Linked DNA regions of Mus musculus: regions 1, 2, 4, 5, 6 and 7 are each linked to region 3. A link is a contact called in public ChIA-PET, HiChIP or PLAC-seq, Micro-C and promoter capture Hi-C data. All regions are on one chromosome and are shown on one strand. The core of a region is the stretch at or near the end of the contact, and the rest is flanking DNA. Distances in the headings are between cores, read along the strand shown.

Evidence for each region. A called contact is a pair of places that touch in the nucleus more often than the background predicts. ChIA-PET counts read pairs in DNA pulled down with a chosen protein or histone mark. HiChIP or PLAC-seq counts read pairs in DNA pulled down with a chosen protein or histone mark. Capture Hi-C pulls out chosen DNA fragments and counts their contacts.
Region 1: a contact with region 3 is called in an H3K27ac HiChIP or PLAC-seq map of thymic regulatory T cells, with 5 times the contacts expected there. The contact joins the enhancer-like site here to the promoter of Srgap2 in region 3. A contact is called at or near these places in 7 of 39 promoter capture datasets (the 3T3-L1 cell line, HPC-7-derived erythroid cells, cranial neural crest and 3 more), 4 of 484 Hi-C or Micro-C datasets (CD4 T cells, Th1 cells, myeloid progenitors and 1 more), 6 of 115 datasets of contacts at active chromatin or transcription factors (the SCID.adh cell line, bone marrow-derived macrophages, effector CD8 T cells and 3 more) and 4 of 9 other capture datasets (adipose tissue, embryonic stem cells, liver and 1 more).
Region 2: a contact with region 3 is called in a promoter capture Hi-C map of adipose tissue. The contact joins the promoter of Dyrk3 here to the promoter of Srgap2 in region 3. A contact is called at or near these places in 8 of 39 promoter capture datasets (the 3T3-L1 cell line, the C10 cell line, embryonic stem cells and 4 more), 10 of 484 Hi-C or Micro-C datasets (B cells, CD4 T cells, CD8 T cells and 3 more), 17 of 115 datasets of contacts at active chromatin or transcription factors (the 230-238 cell line, the SCID.adh cell line, bone marrow-derived macrophages and 9 more) and 3 of 9 other capture datasets (adipose tissue, liver and pancreatic islet).
Region 4: an H3K4me3 HiChIP or PLAC-seq map of the SCID.adh cell line shows a contact between it and region 3, with 10 read pairs. The contact joins the promoter of Slc45a3 here to the promoter of Srgap2 in region 3. A contact is called at or near these places in 2 of 115 datasets of contacts at active chromatin or transcription factors (the SCID.adh cell line and pancreatic cancer cells).
Region 5: a promoter capture Hi-C map of adipose tissue shows a contact between it and region 3. The contact joins the promoter of Slc41a1 here to the promoter of Srgap2 in region 3. A contact is called at or near these places in 1 of 39 promoter capture datasets (the SN4741 cell line), 10 of 484 Hi-C or Micro-C datasets (Sertoli cells, cortical neurons, embryonic stem cells and 4 more), 3 of 115 datasets of contacts at active chromatin or transcription factors (effector CD8 T cells, embryonic stem cells and memory CD8 T cells) and 4 of 9 other capture datasets (adipose tissue, embryonic stem cells, liver and 1 more).
Region 6: an RNA polymerase II ChIA-PET map of memory CD8 T cells shows a contact between it and region 3, with 192 read pairs. The contact joins the enhancer-like site here to the promoter of Srgap2 in region 3. A contact is called at or near these places in 2 of 39 promoter capture datasets (liver and neutrophils), 1 of 15 datasets of contacts at CTCF or cohesin (the NIH/3T3 cell line), 4 of 484 Hi-C or Micro-C datasets (CD4 T cells, Th1 cells, natural killer cells and 1 more), 6 of 115 datasets of contacts at active chromatin or transcription factors (the SCID.adh cell line, effector CD8 T cells, embryonic stem cells and 3 more) and 4 of 9 other capture datasets (adipose tissue, liver, macrophages and 1 more).
Region 7: a contact with region 3 is called in a Micro-C map of embryonic stem cells, with 7 times the contacts expected there. The contact joins the promoter of Nucks1 here to the promoter of Srgap2 in region 3. A contact is called at or near these places in 1 of 39 promoter capture datasets (erythroid cells), 8 of 484 Hi-C or Micro-C datasets (CD8 T cells, the G1E-ER4 cell line, embryonic stem cells and 2 more) and 6 of 115 datasets of contacts at active chromatin or transcription factors (the SCID.adh cell line, embryonic forebrain, embryonic stem cells and 3 more).

The regions. Positions count from the first base shown.
Region 1 is chr1:131,183,324-131,186,023 of GRCm38.p6, forward strand. The region is part of intron 2 of Rassf5 (Ras association (RalGDS/AF-6) domain family member 5); the gene reads right to left. It also overlaps a transcript of Eif2d not described here. Among named protein-coding and RNA genes, the nearest start is that of Eif2d, 31 kb to the left of the region's middle. Within about 2 kb of position 1,443, at least 133 of the 459 cell types and tissues checked have an H3K27ac peak or open chromatin away from gene starts, as enhancers often do. A contact at or near this core is called in Th1 cells, adipose tissue, bone marrow-derived macrophages and 8 more, where this site is marked.
Region 2 is chr1:131,136,941-131,139,699 of GRCm38.p6, forward strand. Dyrk3 (dual-specificity tyrosine-(Y)-phosphorylation regulated kinase 3) reads right to left here and starts at 1,294. Exons shown (of 3, transcript NM_145508.2): 1 at 1,140-1,294. The coding sequence starts at 1,216.
Region 3 is chr1:131,526,107-131,528,806 of GRCm38.p6, forward strand. Srgap2 (SLIT-ROBO Rho GTPase activating protein 2) reads right to left here and starts at 1,255. Exons shown (of 23, transcript NM_001081011.2): 1 at 1,127-1,255. It overlaps Fam72a (family with sequence similarity 72, member A), which reads left to right and starts at 1,797. Exons shown (of 4, transcript NM_175382.4): 1 at 1,797-2,700. The coding sequence starts at 2,595.
Region 4 is chr1:131,961,490-131,964,189 of GRCm38.p6, forward strand. It overlaps Slc45a3 (solute carrier family 45, member 3), which reads left to right and starts at 1,426. Exons shown (of 5, transcript NM_001177628.2): 1 at 1,426-1,563.
Region 5 is chr1:131,826,600-131,829,299 of GRCm38.p6, forward strand. Slc41a1 (solute carrier family 41, member 1) reads left to right here and starts at 1,413. Exons shown (of 11, transcript NM_173865.3): 1 at 1,413-1,794.
Region 6 is chr1:131,203,366-131,206,065 of GRCm38.p6, forward strand. All of the region lies in intron 2 of Rassf5 (Ras association (RalGDS/AF-6) domain family member 5), which reads right to left. Among named protein-coding and RNA genes, the nearest start is that of Gm28913, 40 kb to the right of the region's middle. Within about 2 kb of position 1,301, at least 41 of the 459 cell types and tissues checked have an H3K27ac peak or open chromatin away from gene starts, as enhancers often do. A contact at or near this core is called in the SCID.adh cell line, Th1 cells, effector CD8 T cells and 3 more, where this site is marked.
Region 7 is chr1:131,909,188-131,911,887 of GRCm38.p6, forward strand. Nucks1 (nuclear casein kinase and cyclin-dependent kinase substrate 1) reads left to right here and starts at 1,271. Exons shown (of 7, transcript NM_175294.3): 1 at 1,271-1,563. The coding sequence starts at 1,547.

The DNA.
Region 1 (2,700 bases), core at 193-2,692, 340 kb before region 3:
CTTTCCCTTCAGCATGCCCATTTGTAGGACTTCATCACACGCACAGCACATCAGCACTTCCTCCTCCCACTCGCCAATCCTATAGGGCACAGGAAACTGCCAAGAGCAGTGGGCATTGCTGGGTCTGTATGGCTCCACCTTCCCAGCCCTCCACAGAGACGAGCCGACATCCTCTTTCATTCGAGGCTCTTGCATGGTCTGCTCCTGTGCACTTTTCACCCACAGCTCCTGATGGTAACTACTGGGTTGGTGGTCCAGATACCTTCTCTGACACACTACCTATGGCATTCCTATTGTAAGATCATGAACATAGAAAATAAATATGCTGATAGCCCATTGCTAGTGAGTAGCCAAGTAGGAGCAAGAATGAAGTCCATATAAGCATGGAGTCAAGTTCTCAACTGAGCATGTGGCCACCCTAGGGCAGCCCCTTCTGCTATCGGGATCAGCACCCCACCACACCAGTAATGGTCACTGAACTTTAACACTGCAGGCCTGGGATGAACAGATGATAAAACAAGACCTGGCCTGTGGAACATTCATCTAAGCTGGCCTATCAGTGGGTCCAGCTCTAGGCATCCCAGTGGGTTTTGCATCATCTATGAAGCTGGCAAAGAGGGACTCCTAACATCTGGAGTGAGGGCAGCTGGCAGGATGTAGGGGCCTGCCAGTATGTCCTCTTACTTGATCTTGAAGAATGCCCAAGAGAAAATAGTTGCTGGGACATCTCCTGTTTGCTTAAAGTGCATAACTCACGTGAGCCTCACAGGCTGTCTTCACCTGACTCATTCATCTGGAGGCTTCCAAACGGATTCCTCTCATTTGTCTTCACTTCTGGGACTCTCCATTTCCAGTCTCCACATGCTGGATACCTCTCTATGGACCAGATGTGCCTGGCTATGGCCCTGCCTTGCTCTCTGGTCATTTCAAGTCAGAATGGGTAGCTGGGTGGCTGCTGTTTTAGCCTTCATTCTACTCATCTCAGGCAGGCTGACTGTCATTCCTGGGACATTCTCATATTCATCTACAAAAAAAGAATTAAGTGATGGAAAACTCTAGAAGTCCCTGGAAGACCTCTGTTTTCCGTTCCAGCCATTTCCTTGTTGAAAAAGCAGCTGTGTTGTGGCTGCTGAAGGCCTGCTTCCACGCCCACTTTGGACCACAGTGAGTCACAGCTGCCTTGGCTTTAGGTTTCTTCTTCCTGTTCCACTTTTTTTATTCATTACATCAACCGATCTATTCTGTTCCCTTTCCACAAGGCTGGAAAATGATGCAAGTAGCCATGGGTACCTTCCAGACCAAGGCAGAAGATGGCATTCCTGACCTCAGCATTGGAAGATCTGGTCTTGGGGGGGGGGGGCGGTCGATGAGCTCCATCTACCTAGGAGCGTCAGCAGCCTGTGTGTGCCCAACACTGTGAACCTTGCTCACATAGAATGTCAGCGCCAAATGTCAGCACCCAGTTCAGTCTGGCTGCTGCCCACACTGAACCTGCCAGGCAAGATCTAACCTACAGATGGAATGAATCACTTTCCAAAGTAGGCCAATCAGTGAGCCCCGTCCAGGAGCTCAAAATCCACCACCTGGGAAACACCGTAGAATCTAGATTATGGACTCTTAAAACTTCCAAGCACATTGGCGTCATCTGGGGATTTTCTAAAAATGTGGTTTCCTGGACTTTCTCCTTAGAGAGTGATCTGGGATTGATCTGGGGTGTAGTCTGGGAACAAGAATTTTTGAAATCTATTAGATGATTTCAACATGTTGCAGAGTTCACAACAATTCCATCCAGCTACAGAGCTACTATTTTGGGGCCAACAGATAAAAGCTGGCCCCACATTTTACCTAAAAGGCAGAGTCCGCTGTGTCCGAGGACAAGGCAGGCTCTGGTTTCTGTTCATCTGACACAATCTCAAGCCCTCACAGTGCAGGACGTGTCTCTCTAATGATGGACACAAGGCAGAAGCCAGGAAGATACACGCTTATGTCTTGGGGCTCCCCAATGTCCAAACAGAATGGGGAACTCTTATAATTTAGTAAATCTAGGTATTATCCTGTCAGGTGTCTCTCCGAGAGTTTACCCATCTTGGGACTTGCAACATGGAATTGATTCTCTCTGACTAATCCCTGGCAGCAGCTAAGCTGTTTTCAGCATGCCTGGCTCATCCATGGTACTGCTGAAAAGCTGGCTTGTCTAACGTCCTAAGCCACAAAAGGCTGTGACCACTGTAAGCTCTTGAAGGTACTGCAGTAAGGAAGTTATAAAGTGGAGGCATGACAACCACGTGACAGGCTGTGTGCCAGTCATAAGAGCACAGATCCCCTCCCCCCCCATTCCCTAATATCTATTAAAACGCCCTCAGTGGGTTGGGAGTGGTGGCAAGCACCCATAACCCCAGCACTTAGGAGGCAGAGGCAGGAGGATCACTGCAAATTCAAGAGCAGCCTGGTCTATATAATGAACTATCAGAACTATTATCTCAAAAAACCAAATAAAGTCAAAATATCTTTAAAAAAAACCCCAGCACAGACAGCTTTATGCTAGGTCAGACTTTGCTGTATTTTATCTTCAAGGCAACACTGGCTAGGTCCACAGTGCAATCAGAGACAAACGGGAATCTTCATTTTGGTTATTCTGCTCTAAGGATGACCCTCTAAGGAGTGAGGCCGGTAGCTTCTAGAAATCTCCAGCCAAGTTCA
Region 2 (2,759 bases), core at 44-2,543, 390 kb before region 3:
TGAATAAGAAACCTAAAAGCAGAAAGAAATAAACATAACATAGAGGTTTGTTTTAGAATGCAAGTCTAACACCTCTATTCTAGTTTCAGCCCCTGGCTGTGCTACCTTCCCCCTCTGAACAGCCTCACAGGTAAATGGGAAGAAAAGGACGTCTACACTCTCAGACTACAAGAAGAGAAGACTAGCAGAACAGCTGTCTTCTCTTCATTATTTTATGCACCCATTTACAGCTAAGCTAACTAGTGAAAAAAGGCAGCCAACAGGAACCCACCCGATGCTTTGCTTTAAGTTACACGATGTACCAAATCTCTCTTCTGTTCCCACTTCATTTCCTGGCATATGGAGATATTTAAAATGCTAAAGGACTACAGAATGGTTCTGTCTTTACACTGTGGGTCCTCCACAGTGAAGGCACACAAACAATGGGCAGGATTTACTAAAGCCACAAGATGGCCTTGAATAATGCATTTTATCTGCTCCCAAGACTACGGATTTGCGGGTCACTCTGGTCACCGGTTCATGTTACCATCTCAGATTATATACTACTAACACAACCATGACTAGGTAACATTTTTCATTGTCTTTAAAAAAAATATCTTTTCAGTCACTTTTGAGATCTGTCTTATTAAAAAAAAATACTTATAGAGTTTAACACAAGTGTTAAAGGAATAAAGGAGGGCTTTAAAAACATCCCACAAGAAATTAAAATATCTTCTAAAAAATATATTGAGGTTCAGACAATGTTTTGATAACAGGCAATTTTCTAGACAGGTCCGGCCTCTGCCATACTGCACGATGAAACACACCAGCACCGCATCTGCAGAGTAACAGCCAGACGCGAACGAGCGGATTGGGTTCCTTTAGCCAGGGCCCGATGCGGAGGGGGAAAGGGACCCCCCCCCAAAAGCGGCACATGGGGAACAAGGTCCCGGGTCTCTGCTGCTCCACCCCAGGGCCAGGGCGGGCTGGGCAGACTCTCGGAGCAACAGGGCGCAGGTCTTGCGCGCAGGTCCCAGACCCAGCTCTCCGGAGGCCGCGCCGTCCCGCCCGCCCTCCCCCGCCCTTCCCGCTCACCGCGCTGATGGACAGGCAGCCCAGACCCGCAAGGAGTCCTCCCGCTCCTACCCGGGCGCCGTTACCTCCGCTGCTGCGGCGGGAGCCCGGCCCCCGGCAGCGCCGCGTCCTTCCTCCCGCGATCGCGGGCTGCGCCTCCCATCGCGAGCTCGCCCCGCGGACACAGAGGCGGCGGTTGGCCCGGTGGGTCGCCTCCAGCACCGCACCTGCTGGCTTCGCTACAAGACGAGGCTGGGCACTGGGCTCGCGCGGTCCGCAGGGAGACCACGCGGGAGCGGCCGCGTCGCTTAGCAACCGCGCACGCCCTGCCGCGCCTGCGCAACGCCGCCTTGGAGGGAGCGGGGAGGAGGCGGAGCGAGGGGCGTGCTGTTCCTGGGTGGTGTGCTCGCAGTTCTTTTTGCAAAAGAGGAAACTGGCTTGGAACCTACGCTTCTTCGTATTCACCTAGCCGTGAAACCAAACATGGGAGTATCAGCAGCACAGCCTGCCTGCTCAGCAGACCGCTTGGAGAGCTCTGCGCATCTTTAATATGTGAAAGCGTACCTCACTCTTTCTGAGAAGTACCGTCCATGTTAAGTCTATTTCGACAGTTAAAATGGAAGTGAAAAGAAAGGCTGTTAAGCCACAGAAGTGGCGGTTGTGTTGAGCTTGGTGCCCATCAGATTTCCTAAGGCTGCAAAACTCCTCTGCAAGAGCGGATTTGATTCCCAACACGGTCGTGGCAGTTCACAACCATCCATAACTCTAGTCCCGGGGTGTTTAATGCCCTCTTCTGACATCTGAGAGTAGCAGGCACGTATGTGGTGCACAGGCATAAACTCATACACATAGGATGAGCCCATTGGATCTATGAGAACAAAACAAAACAAAAACCAAAGGTTCTTCCACGCATCGGTGGCGCACGCCACCTGGTGCACACTGGAAATTATTTCATAGAGCATAATTCCACGAATCTTCAAATGTCCAACCGAGGCTCCTTTTGGGGTTCGTAAAAGTCACAGTCCCTGTTCTCAGAAGATCCACACTCTATTTGCAGCTAAGAATCTGTCCATTTGGGACACTTTATTTTCATCTGTTCAGTGTTGACTTAGCCTGTGATATAAGTAAAAATGTTTTCTTCAATGATGATCTTTTAGAAGTTTTCTGTCTCTCTTTCATCCACAACCAGTGCAATCTTACTTTCCTAGGGTTTTTGTTTTTAAATTGGGCTCTTTGACTCTTGTTTGTAGACAGAGTTCCATGGCAACAAAGGCACCTCCCCCGCTCCAAGATTACAAAATTCTACTAACTGATCCTGCTCTCAGGACTTCTAAGAGGTGAACACCCCAGACTACTACCGGAAGGGTTGGTTGGGACTTGCCTGGACATGTTTAATTACCTCATTTCGAATCACTGCAAGTCTTCCCTTCTGTCTTTAAGGCGCATCTTCTAGAGCCAAGCTAAAGCCTTCCTGTTCTACTTGCCTCCAGCGGGTTAGGGGAGTAGATACAGAGGCTGCCTTTGTCTTTAGTAGGTTATTTCCCTAGTAAGGGAGGGAGAACTCCTTGAGGGTGCTGGACCTCCTGAGTATCTGACCTTGGTGACCTAAGTACTTTTCAGTATTTCTTCAAAGAACCCCTGTTTTGTAACAACGACCACACCCTCATTAAGCAATTGCCCTGTACCCTCCGGCTCTTGAAAAGACT
Region 3 (2,700 bases), core at 5-2,504:
GTGGAGGGGGGACGCTGCAGGAAGGGCCCGCTCCGCACGGGACATCCAGGAAAACAATGTGGTCGGCAGAAGCAGGAAACGAGCTAGAGGCGAGGGTCTAAACCGGGAAAACCCGGAGATGGGAGGCGGCAGGCGGCGGTAGCCTTCCCCAAGCCAGGTATGAGAGTGACTCTAAATGGCACCCCCCCCCCAGTATTTTTTTTGTCCCCCAAGCCTAGGGATCACAAATACCGCACCCAATCCCAGTCGGGTGGGAGGCATCAGTGAGAGTCGCTCCGGGAGGCGCGAGAGGCGGCGGCAAGGAGGCTGAGGGAAGAGCTCCAATGCTGCGGCGGGCCCCTGCCTCCTAGGCCGCCCTGTCCCCGCCGGCGCACAAGCGGCTCCAGGCAGTGTCGCCTACTCCCGGCGGCTGGAGGAAGGGCCGCGCGCAGGAAGAGCGAGCAGAGGCCGCGCGGTGCGGGAGGACAGGAAGCAGGAGGCGGGCGTGAGGTGGGGTCCTGAGGCAGGAGAGAGCCCGGGCCAGCTCGAGCCGCCCAAGCTTGGACGACCAGAGAGGGCGCCGAGAGGACGGCTTTGGGGGCGAGGCAGTGAGGGAAACCGCGGTGGACCGCTGCAACGTGAAGTGTAGGATGTTGGCAACTTTCGGGACCCGCATGAGGTTTGGGTATCAGAGTGGGTGGAGAAGCCCTGGGAGACAGACTGGAGGGCTGGACGGAGAAAGCACCCTGCAAGCCGTGAGGAACACCCCATCTTTCCGGGTCCTGGGCTGGCAGCCAAGGCTAGGAGACCAGGGACGAGACCAGCGGACCGTTACGGCGAGGCCCCTAGGTGGACCCGGCCAACCGTGTGCAAAGGGGCTGCGGGAGGGCGGTGTCGCCGCGTGAGGACCGTCCTCGGCAGTGCAGGGATGGGCGGAGAGATGAACAGTCCCGAGAAGTATTATGGGCTGCACTGGGGGATTTGGAGGGCCGGGGAGGGCGGTATGAGGACCGCGGGCGGCGACACGGCTAAGGCGGCGCCGAAAGCAGCAGCATCCGCAACGCGTCCACCCGCCCAGTCCCGGTTTGTTCAGTCAGAGCAGCAGCAGCCGGGCGTACGGGGAGGGAAGGGGAGAAGGAGCCTTTACCTGGCTCTGCCGCGACCGGTCCCAGGCCCAAGGTTCCGCTTCCCACTTAGCGTTCTCCTCCCCGCCACCCTCTTCTACGCAGTTCGGCCCCCCAGTTCCCTAAGGAGACTCCGCCAACTCCGCAAGACCCCGCCGGGAAGCTGAACCCACCCCTTTGCCAATCACCGCCCGCCTAATAGCGACTGACGGGGACTATAGCCAATAGGAACAACTGATCCATAGACGCCAGGAGTAGAGGCGGGGCTGACGAAACTTAGAGGTGTGGCGAACACTAGCTGCCTAGGCGCAGTCCTAGAGTGAGCTCCTCCCCGGCCTGTGGAAGCCTAAAGTAAAGCTGATGGGCGGGATAAAATGGAAGCGACAGCCAAACACAAACTCTCAAGAGAAGACGGGACCAATCGGACCGGGAAAGGGAGGAGGGAAGTTCAGCCAATAAATAGTAGAGAACGGCCTGGACCTTAGTGTATCCACCAATAAGAAACTCGGGGTGTGTCTTCCAAGTTCACAGGGGGGAGGGTTTAAGCCGAGCAGATGCTGGCCAATGATCTTAGGGGCTGAGCTAATATTAACCAATCAGAGAGCCGATCTGATATCGGCACCGTTACTGGGGCGTGGCCTCTGAGCTCACGTCAGGAGAAGGCCCTTGGCCTTCCAATGTGGGTCTGGGGCAAATTCTAGTCCTCCCAATCCCTGCTCGGCGCAGGCAATTCAAACTGACAGCGGGTTAGAAAAAGCAGAGAAAGCGGAAGAAAGAGCAAAACCCGGCGTGTTCGCTGACTGACTGCAGCGCGAACTGAGCCTATTCCGAGGCTTCTCCCCTCCACCTCGCTACACCGCTGCTCACTTCGGAGCGACCGCTGTGGAAGAGACCTTACGGGTTACGGGCCGCAAGTGCGAGAGCTCGGCCGGGAGAGGACGCCGAGAGCCGTGGTGCAAGGGAGAAAGCCCACGGGCGAGCTCCGAGAAGAGGGAGCGGGACGGGGCCAGAGCCCGCGTGGAAAGGGCTGAGGGGCGTTGAATCCTACGAAGAAGCCGCGTGGAGCTGAGCAAGAATTGGAGCGCTCTGCGGGCGGAGCTCGCGCTGGGAGTGGTCAGAGAGGCGAGGCTTTAAAGGGAAGAAGCCCGCTGGGAACTGGGAAATCGCCCAATTCCGGAGCCGGGGTCGGAGCTGAAGAGTAGAAGATTCTTGAAGACCAGAGAAAGTTAAACCTGTTGCGGAAGTTTCCCTTCAACTCCACTTGTCTCTCCCCACCTTGAACTCCATTTCCCTTCCCTCCCCAAGTCAAAAGGAAGTAAAATTTGCTCTTCCTACTCAATAAATACTAAGTTTCCCTTTCCACCAGGAAAATAGGACTCTCTTCCCAGTTTTAGAGCGTAGAGAACGAGAGGCCTTCCGTCTTGATTGTTAGCCTGAGGAAATCAAAGTTTCCCCTTTCAAAATTCTGCACCTCTTTCAACGTGGGACGCTATGTCTACCAACAACTGTACTTTCAAAGACCGATGCGTATCCATCCTGTGTTGCAAATTCTGTAAACAAGTTCTCAGCTCTAGGGGAATGAAGGCTGTTTTGCTGG
Region 4 (2,700 bases), core at 176-2,675, 440 kb after region 3:
TTTTCTTCTATCCTTATCCTCCTACCTGGGGGTGCCTTTGGGGGGACAGCTGACTAGCTGCCTCGAACAGAACCCAGAAGATGGGAAGGACTTGCCCCCACGGTGCACAAGGGTTAACACTGGGTTAACACTGCAATCCAGGCCGGGGCGTTGGTGGGACACGCCTTTAATCCCAGCACTGGGGAGGCAGAGGCAGGCGGATTTCTGAGTTCGAGGCCAGCCTGGTCTACGAGTGAGTTCCAGGACAGCCAGGGCTATACAGAGAAACCCTGTCTCGAAAAAACCAAAACAAAAAAACAAAAACAAACAAACAAAACACTGCAATCCAGCACCATAGTGGCCAGTTCCCATCTAAGGCCATCCAGGTCCTCCATGTCAAAAGCATTTCCTGGGATTCTGTAGTGCAGATGGTCCCAGGACCCTATGGATACCCGATCCACCCCAGGGTCTCAAGACAGCATGCTGTAGTATTTGTACATAAACTTGCACATATCTTCTTGTGGACTTCTTCTCACTGAGACATCACACACATTTGATACGATGTAAATGCTCATATATGTAAGCTCTGGCTATATGTATCTTGCTCAGAGAATAAGAACAAAGGGGAAAATGTCTGTTTATATTCATACCGAGATGATGAAAACAACCCTTAGCCCAATATATAATATTCATCAACAACACATTTCCCTCTGATATTTTTATGATTACTTAGTCTCGTGCACCAAAAATATCTGCAGAAATGTCTAGCCTGTGGTATTGAGGTCAACAAGTCGCCTAAGTGAATGTCTCTCCACCTTAGACAATTCCATGGATGAAAGAGACACAATAAAGTCCCCACCCCCACCCCGGGATCAGCCTACGATTGCAACGCTCCCACCTGCACCCGCTTCCTGCCAGTCCAGGCATTTTGGAAACTTTGACTGGGAACATTTTGGTGGCAATTTATCACCTCTCCTTCCTTATACGCAACCACAAGTAAAAGAAGAAAAAAGAAGTGGGAGTTTTGTCTTTGAGTTGCAGAAAGAGGCACTGAGTTAGCTTTCTGAGAGCAAGGAAAAGTAGCTCTCAGAATGTGGCCGATCCTTTGAAGGCGTGGTCCAGTGCGGGTGGGTCGCAGTTGTGCCTGGACAGCAGGATGTCCAGAATGGCACGCGCGGGCAATGGTCGAGGAGCAGAGGGGAGGTACCCCGTGGAGCTGGGTAGTTTTTACCTAAATGTTTTGGTGGCAAGCGGCAGAGGGGGCGGTGCACGGCCCTAGGTAATGACAGGGCAGTCTAGGAGCCACGCGGGGGCTGCCCGTCCGGTCGCGACCAGAAAGGAGACTGCTTTTCCACCTCCCGCTTTCTTCCCTTGGGGACCGGCCCCACCCCTCCATCCCCTCCCAGCACCCCCCCACCTCCGACCCGCCTTGCCCCGCCCCCCTCCTGGCAGCCCCAGCGCGCATGCTCTCTCCCCCCACTGAGTAACCTGGAGATTTAAAAGGCGCCCGCTGGCGCGCGTTGGTGAAGCAGGGGTCCGAGCTCGCACGCGCCAGCCCCAGGTGACAGCCGCACGCCGGGCCAGGTAGGGGAGGGGCTGGTCCCGGCGGGAAAGGTGCGCGCGGGTGGCCGTGCTCGGCGGTGGCTTTCAGCACCCCGCGGGATGGGGCCGCTCCGTGGCGTCCCGGCCCTGCGCGAGCGGAGGCTCGCGGGGAGGGCGCGGCCCCTGGTGACCGGGTGCCTAGGGCGGGCGCCCGCTCGCGTCCGCGCTGAGTGCGCTTCCTCCCGGAGCGCTGTGCTGTGGTGCCCGCTGTCCCGGGCCGCGCGCGGAGGGCGGGATCGGAGCCGCGGAGTCCCGGGCCAGGCCGACGGAAGGCCGGCCGCCCCTGCTGCAGCCTCCCGCCGCAGAGTTTTCTTTGGAAAGTTGCGTTTATTTCTTCCCTTGTCTGGGCTGCGCCCGAAAGGGGCAGATGAGTCACCGCGGCGCGCACGGTCCACACTTAGGGAAGCCCTGGGAGGTCCTTCAACCGGGAGCCTTGGTCGGAGACAGAAGGGGACCCAGCTCTCTTGACCCTAGAATTGGAGCAAGGCTTTGGTGGAGTTGAGGCTGGGATAATGAGTGTAAGTGTACGTGTGCGATCCTGCGCCTTCCTTCTCTGCCTCCGTTACCCACCTGCGGAGAGTAAAAGCAGCTCCGGCTGTGGCTGCTGTGTCCCGAGGCTCAGGTGGGGATGGGGAGTACTCTACAGAGCGAGAAAGCGCTCGGCGGGCGGCAGCACGCCCGGTGGAGAAACTCCAGGAGCTTTGCAGGCTCAGCTCTTCCTTAGTCTCCGCTTCCTGACAGGGAACCCTGTGACTGCTCTGTCCCTTGCCCTCCGACTCAGCCCCCTCCTTCATGACACACACTTGACTCGTCCAAGGCCACGGAGAACTCGGTGCTTCCTCTTTCCCTAGGAGTATGAATTGTAGGTAGGAAGAGTTTGGCCCGGTGGGTATCTGGTGAGAACTTGATGCTCAGCTGTGACAGACCCAATCCTAGCTGGCTAGGTTGAATTTTGAATAGCCCAGCTAGGGCTTTGCAGACGGGCACGGAGTAGATGCAGCTTAGAATGACTGGCTGGGCTTCTGGAAGCTTTTCTCAGGAGGGTGAAACTGTTAAGGTTTCTAGCCTCTGTTTCCTACGCGTGAAGCACAATCCCTTTCCCAGAGTGTGAAGCCTCGG
Region 5 (2,700 bases), core at 163-2,662, 300 kb after region 3:
GCAGCCATATAATCAGTCTTAGTTTTCCTCTCAATCTATACTCATTGTGCACAAAAACTGGTCCTTCTGGCGAAGACCTAGTGTTGCCCAATCTAGGAGTAACTTCCATATCCAAACATAGACTTGGCTGTGAAACCAAAATTGGAGTTCAACTACAGTGACATTTGCTGGGCCCTTAAAAAATATAGACCTTTGATATCCTAGCAGCGGAGCTGAGCCCGGGGTTGCTGGATTAGCAGGTGGGGACAGGTTTTTGTGGCTACATTTGTTATCATTGTCCAAAGGAATGGCCCTCTCCAGTTGCTGTTGAGCATGTGTGCTCAGTAGCCAGCACTCTTTTTCTCTCCTATATACATCCTATCCTTATTCAACGGTCTAGAGAAATGCTCAATTGCCCCAAGGAACCTTTCTAGGGAAGAAAGTGACAGGAAAGGAACCTCTGGTCATAGGCTCTATGGTCTAGAAAAATGCTCAGTTGCCCCAAGGAACATTTCTAGGGAAGAAGGTGACAGGAAAGGAACCTCTGGTTATAGACTCTACCGATGAAGGGGGAAAGGCTGGAAATGGGAGTTCCTTTATAGGGAGGTCACATCCCCTTCACAAAAACAACCCAAAGAGAACTAACTGGTACTGATTTTGGATTGATGAAGTGAAGACACCCCAGGGAGGAAGTGGCAAAAGCGAGGATGAAAACACTTTGATTCCACAAGGTGCGTCAGGGAAAGTTGGCGTTCATTTCGCCCGGGATGGAGACTTCTCTCCCACGGGGCCACGATTGGGTCAAAGGAAACCCCCGCTCCCCTCCGCCCTTACCTCATTGGTGTGTGTAGCCCCAGCCATGAGTCTACCAAATTTTCCCTCCAGTCTGCCCATCCCCACCCCTATCAAGGCTGGAACTTTATTAAGGCAGATTAAGGTTCGGTCAGTCGCCCAGAGGAACAAGGAACCTGGAAGGAGAGATGAGGAGCCTGATGAATAGGAACTGTGCCCAGGAAGAAGGTAGGGACTGGGCGTGGAGAAGGAACACGCGATGGCTGCTGCGGCCCGGGCGATCGCCAGCTGGCCGGCTCAAAGGGGTGGTTTCGGGTCTTCTGGAAGGCCCAGAGGCTCACTAGAGATAGTCAAGATTCAGGAGTACATGCGTAGCAGAACGCTCGCCTTGAGAGGCCGTGGGAACTCAGGAGCGCAGCACCCGCCCGCGCTTGAGCACCGCGAGCCCACAACACCCTCCAATTCTGAGTTCCCGTCACTCTGCTGCGTTTTCCCCCTCACCCCGCCCCCAGCTCAAGAAACGCCGGGGAAATGGGCGGGGCCTGGGCGGGGCCCGCCCCTTTTCCTGCTCTGATTGGCTGATGCAGTTGTCCATCCTGACTCTATTCTTGATGGAGGGGGGTTACCACCCGCTCTGCCCCAGATCACGTTTGCCACCCACAGCCAAACACTCTTGTCCAAGTCCGCGGGCAAGAGGCGATTGGGGACGAGCGAGCTCGGCATCTCAGGCCCAGTCCGGTCCACACCAGCCCGAGGCGGAATATCCTGATCGCCCCCCACCAGGCCACCTCCCCTCGTGGAATCGGAGCGGCGGCCTCACAGGAAGGCAGAAGCGAAATGTAGCGAGCCGGGTGTCGCGGTTGGACGCTCGCCTTGCCTGGGGGTGTAGCGGGGAACACGCGGGGGCTCGAGGAGGACGGCTGAGGGGGAGGAGTGATGAGAAGAGGGGGTACCCTACATCCCCCAATTCCGCGGGCCCCTGCTACCACTCTCCAGGCGCCCTTTCTCCCCAGCAAGGCGCAGGTCAGTGTTGTTGGGTCTGGGAGGGAGGGAGACGAGGGCGGGGGACTCCAGGACGCAGTGCTTTTGCAGTCTTGAGTTGCCGGGAGTCGGCGGAAATCAACTAGGCACTCCTCCTCCCCACCCCTGTAGTTGGGGATACCTAAACCGGGCTTTTTTGTCCATCCCCGCTTGGAAAGGAGACGCGGCTTCCTAGAGCCTGAGGCCCATCGGTAGTGGCTTTACTGCTGATGTAGTTGAGAGACTGGCCTGCTCCCCTTGCTAGCCCCCTTCCAGGTCAAAGTGGCCTGCCAGAAAGACGGGAGGGAGGGGGCAGTCAGGTTTTAGCGAAGGAACTCAGAAACTTTGCTGGCTCGGGGGCGGTGGACTCAGACTGAGTGTTTCCTCTTGGCTGACTAGTGAGGATCTTTGAAAACAACGGTGCTGTGTTAAGGTGGCTTGGCTGGTGACCGAGTTAGTGGAAGACTCATAACTTGGGCCCTAGAGTTTGATTCTGCCTTAACCAAACTGGAGTTGACTAATTGTGAGTGTTTGGAATACTAACAGCCTGTTCATCATACCTGCAAAACCCTCTGGATTTTTTTTTTTTTTTTTTTTTACTATTGAGAGCCATGCTGGTGAAATGCAACAAGTTGGTGGCAATTCGTGGGGATTCCTTTAAGCTAAGAAAAGCAGGGCAGGCAAAGACAGACATGATTTGGGAGTAAATGCATATTAGCTTGTGACACTTGGATTTGCCTGACTTTGTTTTTCTTTCCTCTTTCTACACCTTTTACCGATGATATTTTTGTTTTTAAGAGTTACACCATGTCTGGCTGTCAGTAACCCGAGAGGAAAGGGGGAAGGCCAGGCAACCAAAAATGTAGGAATAAACAGTAGCTTCACCCTCTGTCTCTTCAATCTAGTTAA
Region 6 (2,700 bases), core at 51-2,550, 320 kb before region 3:
CCAGGGACAGGACTGGGCCCAAAGTGTGCCGTGCAGAGCCCTACCTGCACCACGCAGGTTGTGAAACCCTTGGTGAACGGTGAGTGGCCCACTCCCCTGACTCAGGGCCAGGCAATGAAAGACATGATGCTAGGCTGTCCTCCTGGTTCACACGTCATCCTAATAGGAGATCACAGCCCTTGTCATATTCATCCTGGGGTTCAGCATGTTCCAGAAAAGCAGTGACACTGGGGGGCAAGGACTAGTGTGTTTGCCTGCATATGTCTGCACACCACCTATGTGCCTGGTGCCCCTGGAGTCCAGGTGTTGGAGTCTTTGGGACTGAAGTTACAGATGGTTGCTGGCTGCCACTGGACAGTCAGGAACCTAACCCAGTACTTCTGGAGGAGCCAGTGCTTTTAACCTCTGAGCCACCTCTCCTAACTCAGCCCCAGTGTCTGAGCGAGGGTTTCTATTGCTGTGAACAGACAGGCACCATGACCAAGGCAACTCTTATAAAGGACAGCATTTAATTGGGGCTGGCTGACAGGTCCAGAGATTCAGCCCATTACCATCAAGGCAGCAGCCACAACCAAGTTCCCTCCTTACAGCTGTGCTAAATTTGACTTGCATTCCCAGAAGCCATCCTTCCTTCTCGTGTTCTCTCTGTTTGTCAAAATCTTCTTCTGGGGGTCAGGGAGACAGCTCAGTCAATAAAGGGCTTGTCACACAAGCACGGAGACCTACGTTCAACCTCCAACACCAATATAACAAGCCTGGCATGATGCCACGCACCTATGTTCCTGAACCAGGGAGAAGGAAACAGGAGGGTCCTCTGGGCCTGTTGGCCAGCCAGGCCAGCTGAGTCACTGAGTGTTAGGGTTAATGTCATGAGTGGCCAAGGAAGGTATCTGATGCCCTTCCCAGGCCTCTCGTGCACATGCACACGCATACATGAGCATTCTATGTATACTCCCCTGCACATACCACCCCAACACACAGAAATAAGGTAAATAGCATTCTTGAGGAATGGGCATTGAGGCTGTTCTCTGGCTACCACATGCATACATACATAGATGTATGTGTTCAACACACACACACACACACACACACACACACACACCCCTTCCTCTGTCCTCTGCTTCCTGTCCCCCAGTGATGACCACACGTCCCACACCTTCCTCAGAAGCATCCTTTCCCAGATGTCTTATTTAGGTTCAATCTTAAGACCGCTATCTCCCGTCCCTGGGGTGGCATTTCTGAGCATGACATGGGGCCATGTAAAGCAGACTACTCAGTTTTTCCACAGACGATTTCCTGTCTTACAAGATAAGCATCTGTATACCATTTAGGTTAGACTCACTCGAGATTCACTTTCTCGGAGACACTAGCCCACACCATGCTTCTCTTGCTTGACTGCCAGGCTAAGAGCTCCGACAGAGTCTGGATGCATATAGACTGTGAGTTCGGTTGGATTAACTCAGCCACCCACACCAAAAAGCTGAAGCCCTGAAGAGCTCATGATCAGGCTGGGGTCAGGTCTAGAATCTGTGCCCTTGTTGTCCTTTCATGAAACTAGAGAACAGGAGCGTTTCTGTTCAGCAACTTTCTCCCTCAGGTCCCCCATCCAGTGTGCGGCTAATCTTGTAGAATCTGGGGTGGGGTGGCCTTCTACTGTGAGATTTTAGCCCTCATGGTACTACCCACAGAAAGGAAGGTCCTGCTGCCATGCACCTCGGGGCTTCGGGAATGACCATCTTGGAAGCCCACTGCTCACAGGCTGTGGGGAGCACAAAGAAATGTCTCAGGGACTCCCAAGCTTTTCGGGGGACAGAATTGGAATTCCATCCCTTTTTAGAGGCAGGCTCTCAGGTACTATACTGTTTTGAAGGTATCTGGCTCTGGCACGGCAAGAATGAGTTCTCCCTATGCCGGGCAAAGTGGCCTTGGGAGGCTCCTGTGTGGAAGGTCCTGGGTGCAGGAGAATTGTTAGGTCAGGTAGAACTGCTGGCTCTGAAATGGTAGGGAATTGACAGACGCCACGGCACAGGGTATGCCAAGTGTAGCCAGAGTCAGGTAGAGAGAGTTGGCTCTCCTGTGGCACATGTGGACGGGCTGGCACCTGTCTGGCCACTTCTGGAATTCACTGGGAGAAAGACGAACCATTCCTTCTCTAGGAAACGAGTCAGGACAGAAACATAGGCTAAATTGTAATCATGAGAACCAAGAAAGCAAACGCTGAAGAGACCGGGTGGGAATCTGATGCAGTCTGTTCCCTCGCTTCCCAAGTCTGCCAGGAGAGACTGGGCTGGATCTCTGCCTTTTCCACATTCATGCGAATGTTCACAAGCTAGAGGTGGCAGATCACCTCCACTTTATGGTGGACAGAGGATGGTGGTAGTAACTGCCCCAAGGAAACAGAGAAAACAGCAACAACAACAACAACACCACCTCCAAAAAGACCAAAGAGGTAAGCTGTAGAACAAATGCAGAGAGCCAAACAATAATATATGTAAGTGGACTCCTCCAGAGGAAAGCAGTCAGAGGGTGGAAAAACCTGAAGAAATGCCTATAAATTTCCCAATTTTGAGGGCAACATAAATCCACACAGCCAACAAAGCGAATGAACCCCAAGCAAAAGAAACATCCACCAGCAAAGCACATGATACTCAAATAGTCAAAAGCCACAGCAAAGAGCGGGCCAGGTGGTGGCGCACACGT
Region 7 (2,700 bases), core at 21-2,520, 380 kb after region 3:
GACATTGTGTTTACAGGCTGCAAGCAAGAAAGACAGAGGGTGGTCAAGTCAAGGTTCCCACATCATGTTAAAGTGCTCACTCCTAATGTCCTAACTTCTACCAGGTCCTGCCTCTTAAATCTTTGGCATATGGGTCCCTAGGGAACATGGAATCCAAACTATAACAGGAAGTAAATCCTAGATATTAATACAAAGATACTGTGCTCTACTTCTGATTTAGGCATTCAGTCTTGAGGCAACTCGAACTACTTTTTTTTTTTTAAGATTTATTTATTTATTATATATGAGTACACTGTAGCTGTCTTCAGACACACCAGAAGAGGGCATCAGATCTCATTACAAATGGTTGTAAGCCACCAGGTGGTTGCTGGGATTTGAACTCCGGGACCTCTGGAAGAGCAGTCAGTGCTCTTAACCACTGAGCCATCTCTCCAGCCTCCCTGCCCCCCCCCCCCGAACTAATTTTATCTTCTATTAAAAACGGAACCTAACACTTAAGCCCAGACTAAAGGCCTTTCAACATAGCACCTTGTTTAGTTCTAGTAATAAGGTAGCCTTGTATCCTACTCTACTCATCATAAAACTGAGGTGCACAGAGGAAACCTAGTTAAGTACTAAGTGGTGGACTTAGAATTTTGAAGCAAGCGTTTTGTCACCAGTCTCCCTCTTAACCATTAATCACCTCTTTCTCTTTGAAATGCTAATATCAGAAATTGAGGTTTTAATGAGTGTTAAGTAGCTCTCAAAGATCAGATTGGGTAGAAGATATTCCTTGTGAACCCAACTCTCTACTTCAGCAGCGTGACTGAGCCCTGGGAGGTTAACGCTGAAGTCAGAGTACAGGATTTCTAAGATTAAGGTCAAATTTTTGAACCTAAGTAATTTCCCTCCAATTCTTAAGTGACGAATCTGCTGCCTATCCCATGAGTCTTGCAATTAGCTGATTTGCAAAATAATCAAGTCAGGAGAAATTAAATCCATTACAGAACCACCTAGTCCACAGAGAACTCTATATAAATCAGGTTATTTGGCAGGGGGTCCAAGATATAACCCAAGCCGAATCTGCAGCTCTGGCGTGGAAGACAGGGGGCGGGCAATCGGCGACCATTTTTGTTTTGCGGCCGTGCGCTCTCAGCGCATCTTGACTAACAGGACCCCATGGAGGAGGCGGGGCCTATCCGGGAGTGGGGCGGGGCTGGGAGGCGTGATGATTCAAATGGACTAATGACTAGGGCGCATCTGACAGGAGTCACCAATGAGCGGGCGTGCTGGGGCGGAGCGCACAAACCCTACGGGGTTTGGTTGCACCGCGGCTTTGGCGCATTTTCGGCTGGTTTGATTCATCCATTTTGAAGAGACGGGGGAGCGGGGGGCTCGTCAGATCCAGGGACCTCAAACCAGCAGCCGCCGACTCTTGAGAAGCCAGCAGCCCGGGGCTCGGCAGCAGCGGCCCCGCCGGCCGGAGCGGGGGGGTGGGGCGCCGAGTGCGCGGGGAGGGGGGTCCTGGTCCTCGGCTCCTCGACTTGGTCGCGCCTCGACAGCGAACATGTCTCGGCCTGTCAGGTCAGTGCGGAGTCCAAGGCCCGGGGCGGGCCGAACGGGCTGGGGTGAGTGGCGAAGGACCTGGGCAACGGGCCTGGAGTCGTGCTCCTGACTACCACGCGCGGCCTTCTGTCGGGGGCCGCGCGCGCCCTTGCGCGTGGGTGCTCGGCGGCGCGCAGGATGGCGGCGGCGCGCACGGGCGCGTCGCCTCCACCCCGCAGGGTCCGGGTCGGCTCCGCGGCCGCCCCCACCTCCGCCATGGCCCTGGCGTGGGCTTGGCGCGCACCAGGCACACCATAGGCCGCACCCCTGGGCCCTGTTGGAGCCTACGGCCGACCCGGGTGCGAACACGGAGGACTCGGTCCTCCAGAGGCTCGCCGGCTTAGCGTTTTGGCGAGCGAGTTGCTTGTGCCCCGCCGCCCGGCCCCGCCTCCATTCTCGGGGTCGCGGCAGGCCCCGCCTCCTAGCCCGGCCTGGGCGGAACCCACGTTTTCCTTTCCCCTTGGGGCAAAAGTGAGTTTTGACACTGAGCCCCGTAAAATAAGGGCCACAGCCTCTCCCCACTTGGGAGTTCTGAACGCATTAACCCCAAGTTTTCTCTTTCCACCGCTTGCAGACAAATGCCCTTCCTCCAGGGACGTGCTTGTTAACCCAAATCCCGTGTGGTTCTCGTTCCCCCTCACCCCGCAGTACGCGTCTCTTGCTACTTCTGTAACCCTCTCTTTCCCCGTGTGACGTTAATCGTAAATGGACTACGATCCACTAGCGATCAGACTTTTATTCACATGGCTTCAAGAAGTTTTCGGTTTCCCCTCACTCGGTGGGCTCCCCTTTAATGCCCTCCAGAGCTGTTGTATAGAATGTGGCTTGGGTGGAGGGTGTGGTTTAGTCCAATCTATTAAGGCCTGAGAGACAGAGGGACAGAGACCGAGACCAAAGTCAATAGATGTTACTTGTAAAGGAGCTTTACCTGGCCCCATTGCCTTTAGTTCTTAACTATTTTTACAGTTATGAATTCATTTCAAGTTTTGGTATCGAAAGTATCCCAATACCAAGGAGAGGTTTGGATCTGGCAACGGTTTTGTGCCCCACTATGTCTCCTTGACAAGATAATCTATTGGTGGTAGATTACCACCCCTCCCACTCGCGAGAGGGAAC